Linked DNA regions of Mus musculus: all the other regions are linked to region 3. The links are chromatin contacts, called in public Hi-C and HiChIP or PLAC-seq maps. All regions are on one chromosome and are shown on one strand. Each heading gives the region's core, a stretch centred on a gene start, on an enhancer-like site or on the middle of the called end of the contact. The rest is flanking DNA. Distances are from core to core; before and after follow the strand shown. Region 1 holds the start of Fkbp11 (FK506 binding protein 11). Region 2 holds the start of Cacnb3 (calcium channel, voltage-dependent, beta 3 subunit). Region 3 holds the start of Pfkm (phosphofructokinase, muscle).

The links. Hi-C and Micro-C count contacts between places; a contact is called where the count stands out from the background. HiChIP or PLAC-seq counts read pairs in DNA pulled down with a chosen protein or histone mark.
Region 1: an H3K27ac HiChIP or PLAC-seq map of embryonic stem cells shows a contact between it and region 3, with 2.7 times the contacts expected there. The contact joins the promoter of Fkbp11 here to the promoter of Pfkm in region 3.
Region 2: a Hi-C map of the N1E-115 cell line shows a contact between it and region 3, with 2.6 times the contacts expected there. The contact joins the promoter of Cacnb3 here to the promoter of Pfkm in region 3. A contact is called at or near these places in 7 of 39 promoter capture datasets (the 3T3-L1 cell line, the SN4741 cell line, hippocampal neurons and 3 more), 2 of 484 Hi-C or Micro-C datasets (B cells and the N1E-115 cell line) and 2 of 115 datasets of contacts at active chromatin or transcription factors (large pre-B cells and pancreatic cancer cells).

Annotation. Positions count from the first base shown.
Region 1 is chr15:98,726,859-98,729,558 of GRCm38.p6, reverse strand. Fkbp11 (FK506 binding protein 11) reads left to right here and starts at 1,361. Exons shown (of 6, transcript NM_024169.4): 1 at 1,361-1,602; 2 at 1,811-1,876; 3 at 2,261-2,348; 4 at 2,626-2,659. The coding sequence starts at 1,474.
Region 2 is chr15:98,633,501-98,636,200 of GRCm38.p6, reverse strand. It overlaps Cacnb3 (calcium channel, voltage-dependent, beta 3 subunit), which reads right to left and starts at 1,434. Exons shown (of 13, transcript NM_007581.3): 1 at 988-1,434. The coding sequence starts at 1,032.
Region 3 is chr15:98,107,057-98,109,756 of GRCm38.p6, reverse strand. Pfkm (phosphofructokinase, muscle) reads right to left here and starts at 1,286. Exons shown (of 23, transcript NM_001163487.1): 1 at 1,146-1,286.

The DNA of each region.
Region 1 (2,700 bases), core at 112-2,611, 620 kb before region 3:
GGTTTTGCTTTTTTTTTTTTAAGATTTATTTTTATTGTGTATATGGACACTAGACGAGGGCATTGGAGTCCTTGGAGCTAGAGTTACAGACTTTTTGAGCCATCTGATGTGTGTGCAGGGAATTGGTCTTTGGAAGAGCAGCAAACTCTCTTAAGCACTGAGCCATCTATCCAGCCTCTGACAATGAGCATTTAAAAAATAATTCCTGGGTTAGGGGTGTTAACTAAGGCGCTTGCCAGGTATGAGCAGAGCCCTGCCTGGACTGGATCCCCAATACCACAAAGCCACCCCCAGAGAACATGAGAGCTTAATTAGAATGATAGCATTATATATGGAGGCACTCGCTAATGGGGCTGGAAGAGGAAATCCCAAAGGAAACTGGTTGGGTATTAGAGATGGAAGAAATCTCAGAATGTCGGTACAGGAGAACCACCAAGACAGCCAGGTCAGGGAGGTCAGGTTCTTCCAAATAAGAGGAAGTGTGTGTTGGGTGTGTGTGTGTGTAGTCTGAGCTGCTGGCCAGACACACAGGTGGAATTGTGTTTACAACCGGTATCAATGCTAAAGAAGACAACGAACCAAGAAACAGCCTGAGAATAAATATGGTATGGAAGGACACCATGCCAGACAGCCTTTGAGTGAGTGACCAGGAGCTGGGTACCACAGCTTAGGTTGTCAGTGAGTGTTCAGACCATGAAATTCGAAACTGGTAAGGCTGCCTAAAATTACTTGAGCCCCCTTTAAAAACTGAAGTCCTTGCATAAACACAAGACTGGTGTCCGTGCTGCTGTTGTGAAAAGGATTTGTGGAAAACAGGAAGGAAACGCCATTGCTGGTAGGAGAAGATCTGTGATGGATCACTTTTTACAGGAAGATGCCCCGTAATGCTTCCCAAGACAGGAGGCTGGAGAAGCCGCCAGCTCTTTCTGGACATACCCGAGAGCAGAATGAACAGGAGTGTGAAGGGTCAGCCGACTTGGACACCTGCCTCTGGGCTTAGTGGAAAGGGACAGATCTTAGAAGACCGAGCAGAGCACAAATGCTAGCCCTGTGCTTGAGTACTGTCACCAGTTGCCATGTTAACCTTGGGCAAGTGCCCTAGCTATGAAATGGGGACAAGTGTGTGCCTCCCTTTCCTGGCCATTCGCAGGTTAGAGACAAACGAACGCCCCTCTTTACAGTTGGTAATGGCAAATATGTGCTATTACATGATCCAGCCGTCGTCATGGGTCAGAAAGACTGTTAGATGGGTCACCATCCGCGACCTCCATCACAGGTTAGGGAATTCTGCAGTCTCTTCCCCTCTAGGAGGTGGGGACAAAGTGGAGGGAGGGCTGCAAGAGGAGGAGGAGGAGGAGCTAGCGCCTTGAAAACCCGCCCATACCAGTCTGGCCTGGAGTGAGGGAACCCGTCCTGGTCGCGTGCACCCGAACAGCCTGCCCTGGTATCCTGGTGCTCTGACCCGGTCCAATCATGACCCTGAGCCCTTTGCTCCTACCACTCCAGCTGTTACTGCTGCTACTGTTCAGTGGGGCGGTGTGCCGGGCTGAGGCTGGGCCAGAAACCGAAAGTCCTGTCCGGACCCTCCAAGTGGAGACCCTGGTGAGGAGACTGTGGTGCCACTCCCCTCCCCCCACCCCATGTCCCGCCGTTCCCCTTTACGGCCAGGGATCGCGGGGAAGCCTGGGACTCTAAATGGTCCTGTGAGAGTGAAGAGGAAAGAAGCGAAGGAACTGAGTTGGGGGAAAAGGTGCTGGGTCTCCAGAGGAGCTTAGGAGGAGCAGCCTTGACCCTTGTAGTCTGATCGTAGGTGCAGCCCCCTGAATCGTGCACGGAATCTGCTGCCATTGGAGACACGCTCCACATACACTACACGGTGAGGGGCTTGGGGGTCCGGGGCGTGGCCTGGGAGGGGCGGCGCCCGGCTGAAACACGTCAGCTTTGGCTTGGACACGTGGCAAGCTATCCTAGAGAACTTGAGTCCTAGGATCAGCCCGCACGTGGGGGCGTCCTCTCGCCTGCTTCTCTTTCTTCCTTGTTTTCTGCCGATTCCTCTCCAGCGCTGAGAAAAGAAGGATAGAGAGAGCTCCAAGAAGCGCCAGCCCCGTGGGGCTTCCTGTTCCTTCTTGCCCATGGTGGTGGTGGGTGGAAGGAGATGGGGACAGGACACAAGTTTGTTAAAGGGGTTGCTTCCTTCCGGGTGGTCCCAAATTGTGGGAAGAATGGTGGGTTTAGACCCACCATTTTTTTTTGTCTTCAGGGCAGTTTGGTAGATGGACGCATTATTGACACTTCTCTGACCAGAGATCCTCTGGTCATAGAACTCGGCCAAAAGCAGGTGATTCCAGGTATGTGCCCCGTGCCTCTGACCTCTCCCTAGCCTAAGCCCTTGCTTGCTTGCCGGCTGTATTGCTCTGGAACAGCCGCTAGAATGAAAAGGATCCCAAGGCTCTCCCGCTACCTCAGACTCCACTTCTAACACTCTTCTTGCCCCACACATCACTGCGGCAGAGAGTCTGAGAAGTGGAGCTAAGCTCATTTGATGACGGGGAGCCTTTGATTTTCCTCTTGGGTACTGTGGGGAAGATATGTAGCTTCTAGTTCAGTTTTGCCTTCTTCCTCAAGGTCTGGAGCAGAGCCTTTTGGACATGTGTGTGGGGTGAGTATCTGAAGGCCGGGGCCTGACTGCTCCTTTTTCCG
Region 2 (2,700 bases), core at 185-2,684, 530 kb before region 3:
CACTCCTCTTTCCTGGGCCGGAGATAAAAGGCTCGATTTAATCCTGTCAGGGGACCCTTTCAAGCCCTGTTAGTGGTCCTTTCCCATATCGAGTGGGATGTCTAAGGGGAGACTGGTGACTCCATGAGGCTCTGACACTGACCCCCCCCCCCAACTCTTGTCCCATCTTTCCAGGCAGTCTTTCTGCTCTCTGAGCTCCGGGAATCACTGTCTAATGAGCTGATTTGTCTCAGTGGGTCAGGAGATAAAAGCAAAGAGAAGAATTAAATATTTATTGGTTGCCTGGTTCTCGGAGCAAAGAGCTTCCTTCCCATCCCCATGCCCCTGAGCTCCCCTGGCCTCACCTCCAGGCCCTCCTCTGCAGGGGGCTAGACTGAACACAGTCTGATGGCCCACCCCTGTGGTTGGTGGCCTTTCCAAGAAGCTGAGCTAGAGGCAGTGGTGAGTGAGAGCAGTCAAGGCCATGCGCAGGGGGGGTGGGCAGAGAGGAAAAAGAGACCAAGTTCTAGAATTCCTGTCTGCAGAGGCTGGTACGCGAGTCGCTAATGTTCTTCCAGCTCCCTAATTTGTCATTTACTTGAGGCACAAGTCCGGAGTGTCTCCCCCGGAGCTCAGCTTTCCCTGTTGTGTTCAGACCCCATGAACCCAGGATACGGAACTCCAAATGTTCCATGTTCGCTCTAAAAACCTCGGTGTCGGGGCCTTCTGTCCTCCCCTCCTCAGCCTCCTATGTCCTGAGCTTTGGGGCCACCTGCTCGAGCCTTCCCCCTACAGCGTCCCTGTGCACACACCGGAGTACCTGGGATACCTGGCTATGAGAGACCATCTTCCCACTTTCCTAGAGAGCCCCCCGCCGGCTTACGCGCGCTGCCCCGCTCGCTGCCAAGGCGTTTTTCAAAGTGCAGAACTGGGGGAAGGGTTGAAGAGAGAGAGGTGTCATCCCAACTCCCCCACCCCCACCCCCCACCCTCCCCCGCGGGCACTCACCGCCTCCGAGTCCTCAAACCCGGGCACGTAGGAGTCGTCATACATGGGGGAGTCCGGGGTGGGTGGGGGGAGCGAGCGGCGCCGGGGGCGAGGACGGCGGGCCGCGCCCGAGATGCCACCGAGCCGCGCAGCCCTGCGGGCGGCGGCGGCGGAGAGCGCGAGCGCGAAGGAAGGAGCGAGCCGCGAAGACCAGCTGCTCGCAGCTCAGATCACCGCTCCCCTCCCCACCCCCCAGCCCAGCCGGTCCCACCCCGAGCGCGCCAGCGCGGCTGAGGAATCTGCCGCCGGCTCCCACAACAATAGTGCCCGCCCACCTGACCCCCTCCCGGGAAGACGCGGGCGGCGGGGGCGCGGCAGCCAGGGGGGACCCGCCGGGGCCGCGGAACCGGGCGCACGCGAGTCGGGAAGGTGGGTCCCCGGCACCTCCGGGGCCGGGGCGGCGGGGAAGAAGGGCGGAGAGGCTGCAGGCGGGGCGGATCCCGGCGGGGAGGAGGCGGGGCGAGGAGAGATGCAGAGACAGGGACTCTCGCAACCCAGGAACTGCTCCGCCGGGAAACAAAGGGCTGGCGCGGGGGAGGGGAAGGGGAGAGACGCCGCAACCAGACGCGAGCCCGGTGGAGAATCGAGAGGGTGCGGGCGGCGGGGAGGATGGCTGGAGAGAGAGGAGGACTGGAGGCAGGGAGAACGCGGAGACAGGAAAATGGAGATCTAAAGGAGGACGGACAGCAGATGGGGAAGAGGTCTCAGGTGATCCGGCAATGTCAGCTCTCTGCAAGTCCTGGAGACACCCAAAGCAAACCCCGCAGTGGTACTAGGGAGAAATGGTTTTGAGCTCCCAGACCCGTGCCATGAAAGCAGCTCCTGCCCCAACAGGTGCCCGGCCCTCTCCGTTCCGGGCTGCGGTAAAGGGCCGACCCTTAAGAAGGGGGAAGTTCGGGGACGGTGGCTAGGCCTCCCCACACCTGTTGCACGGGCAGATTTTATCCAAGTTAAGCCGGGATGGAGATTCTCTTCTTCACTTCCCTGCCAAGGATTGTGCCAGACATTGCCAAAGCATCCGCGGGAACTGGGGCAGAAAGGGGCTGTTTTAGGTGAGCTTAAAGGGTGGAGCAAAGGTGCGATCCTGACGCTGAGGTTGGGAAGGAAGAAGGGTAAAGCCTACCGCTTTGCAAAAGACCAGAATTACGTACGGTGTGCAGGATGCTGGTTCTAATCATCCAGCACCAGTCAGCGCCCTCCACCCCCACCCCGCCATTCGAGGAAAGAGTCGCAATCTCTGAAGAGATCTTCTAAAAGCTGTCATCATTTGAGCTCGCTCCCTTTTTACATCCCTCCCCCCCCCCCCCCGACCAAAATTTTCCTTTTGCATTTTAACCTCCTGCTTGGGCATCCCAAGAGGATGTGAGGCAGACACCAGCCGTGCTTGGTGTCTCGCTTTCTCAACTCAGCCCTTTGCCACTTCTAGCTCCTGAAACCCCGGAGGGTGTAAGTTCAGGACACTTGCCCACCCTTCCGGTTACAATTGGGAAGGGTTCAAGAGATCTATAGAAGGTTCTGTGCGGTAGAAAGGAGAGGAAGACCACCCACCCAAGCCAACTGGCTTCCCACCTATATCTTATCTTCCTGTTCCCTCGGTAAGAAAAAGATGGGGGGGGGGGCTCATCTAATGACACCCTAGTCTGTCTCCTGACTGAAGGACCGGCAGGCAACTTT
Region 3 (2,700 bases), core at 37-2,536:
AAAAACTACATTTCCTCTGTCTCTCATATGAAGCTCCTACCCTGTAAAGTAGACCTGTATACGCATGAACGGGAGTAAGTGTGGGTAAACCCTTAAAAATTAGAGACGAGACCAAGAGAGATGAGAATAGGTGATGAAGGATGGGGGAGGGGACATGAAAGGAGAAGAGAACAGAGGGGTGCACAGCAAAGTCAGGGGTCACGGGGTGGGTGGGGGAGGTGAGAGAAAAGGAGGGTCTACTAAAACGAAATTTTGTTCTAAAATGTCCCAGAGATAACTAATAGCTCATATGCTAATTTGAAATAAAAAAGCAAATCAAAACACTCAGGCACATGTAGGACTTAGAAAGTGACAAACCGGGAAAGCAACATGAACACACATAAACCTGGCATGCTAACGTCTCGATTTCTGCTGGTCGTGAGAAAGACTACATGATTAGAGAACCCAATGGGAACCCAAAATTTTGGAAAAGAAGAACATTTATCTAACTGTTCTGGCTCTTTTTCCCTGAGGGTTTTTCTTTTATTCCTGGAGTTCGTCACCAGATTGGCTCATCACCTGTAGAAGCCCCCACACTTCCCCATGTCGTGCTTTCAGTGGAAGAGACGAGTTCACCCTACCAAGGTTAGCTGGCCTGTGACAGCGGCTCACGTTCTCCTGAGTTTGTATGTCAAGAGGCACAGGACACAAAAATACATGCAGTTCGTATGCCCCCATACTTCATGGACTCACGGTGACACGCATGTGACATAGTCACTGATGCTAAATATAAATATACAGAATCGTATGTGTGTGAGCTCGCAGGGGGCAGGAGGAACACAGCCTGGAAGCATCATAGGTGCACCAATTTGAACTGGATATGTGCCAGGGGAGGGGTCAGGCAACCAAGTGCAACACAGCCCAGCACCCCTGCCCATGCCTCTGGGATCTGAGCGTGCAAGTGCTGGGCGGTTAACCGAGGGGCTCCGCTTCTTCACGAGTGCCCAGCACCCATCCCCCCTCTCGCCTGCGATTTCGGATGCCTTGTCACGTCTGGCCCTCTGTTCCTTTCCGTCCTCCCCACCGCCTGCTCCCGGCACGGCACGTTCGCTCCCACCTCACTCTTGGCTTCGCCCCTCGCTCTCCACCCAAGGCCTCCCTCTTGCCTTGTAGTTTTAGCTCTCCTCCGCCGCTGCTTTCTTGCAGATTGTCCTTGGGGAAAGGGGGAGGGGAGCTTGGCGAACACGGGGAGGAGCCAGGTGGAGGCAGCCGCGGGAGGAGGAGAGGCTTCCAAACCTCTACAGGCCGAAAATGGCAAGGAGGCTCCGCCTCCCTCTGCTTGCCTCTCTCCTCCTCTTCCTCCACCCCTTAAGAACCCTGATGCCTTGTGGCCGCTGCTTGCATGCTTGCTTCCCGAGCACATCTTTATCTTGGGAGCTAGCTGCTCGTGTGCGTGGTGAGGGTTAGAATTTATCTAGTTGCTAATCTTGTCTCCAACTAAGCCAACTTTTTCTCTCCTGGCTTGTCTGCTATTCCTTGAATTCAAACGTGTGCCACTGTTAAAATCCAACCACAGCAATTGACCACCCCTATCGCGCTTTCAAGGGACATGTTTATCTGGAGTCTGTGTGCCAGGCTTTGTCTTAAGACAGATACCTGCCTTTAAGAAACACAGAACACTGGTATATCTTATACAATAACCTCAAAAGTCTTTCCACGTTTGCATCATTTCTCAGAGAGGAAAGAGGGCGAATCCAGCTTGCATGCTACCACGGACCAAAGAGGGAAAGGCCCCTTCTCAAGTCCGCAGCAGCAGGTTGCAAGAGTCTGGGAGGGAAAAGCTACCTCCCAGAAGATACTTTTGCAGCAGGCGCTCTAAGGAACACTGGGCTGGTGTTCCCTGAGCACCACCAACATCCCCAGCTCACACCCTCTGCTCTGCTGCCTCCCCTCTTGTCTTTGCTTGAATGCTTATCCACAGTCAACTTTACTCTGTGTCCCAGGACCGGCGGATTTCTCTACTGCCCTTTCTTTCTCTGCTAGCTTTGCCTCTGCCATGTACATTCCGGCTGCCAACGATAAGAATGCAAGTGAACCTATAAAACCGAAGGCAGTATTTGCAAATCATGTATCTGATAAAGGACTGGGATGTAGAAGAAAGACCCCTCAGACCTGCCTAGTAACCCCACCCGGTGCTGGTGCGGTCTGCCTTTCTGTACCCTTTCCCCCACCCACCTCCCATCTTCTACCTCTCTCAACCCTCATCTGAGAGTTTCTATTTGTCGTAGGTGGTGATTAACACAGCAACCACAGCTGGACAAAGTGCAACAAATAATAGACCGCACCCCCACCCAGGAGGCCCAGGAATCATTCCCAAGGAAGGGTCAGAAAGAAGGGAAGGGCCAGAGGCAGTGGGAGGCTGCAAGGAAAATTATCTTATGGGCACACCGGGGCAGCTGCAGATATGAATCCAGAGCAGTTTCGACAGCATTTACAAAATCTGTGCAAGCCAAGTCCAGACCATTCCAGCCATGGAGCAAATGGCAATCCTTAGCTGCTGGAGGCAGGGAGAGACAGTTTTCTGAGAGTGTAGCCCCTGATGAGTTGACTCCAGAGGAAGACCACATCCAACATTGTTTGGGCAGCACAGATTGGTCTTAAAGGGTTAAAAGAACACAAAACCGGGTGGGTAGCGAAGGGGAAGAGATTGGGAAAAGCATG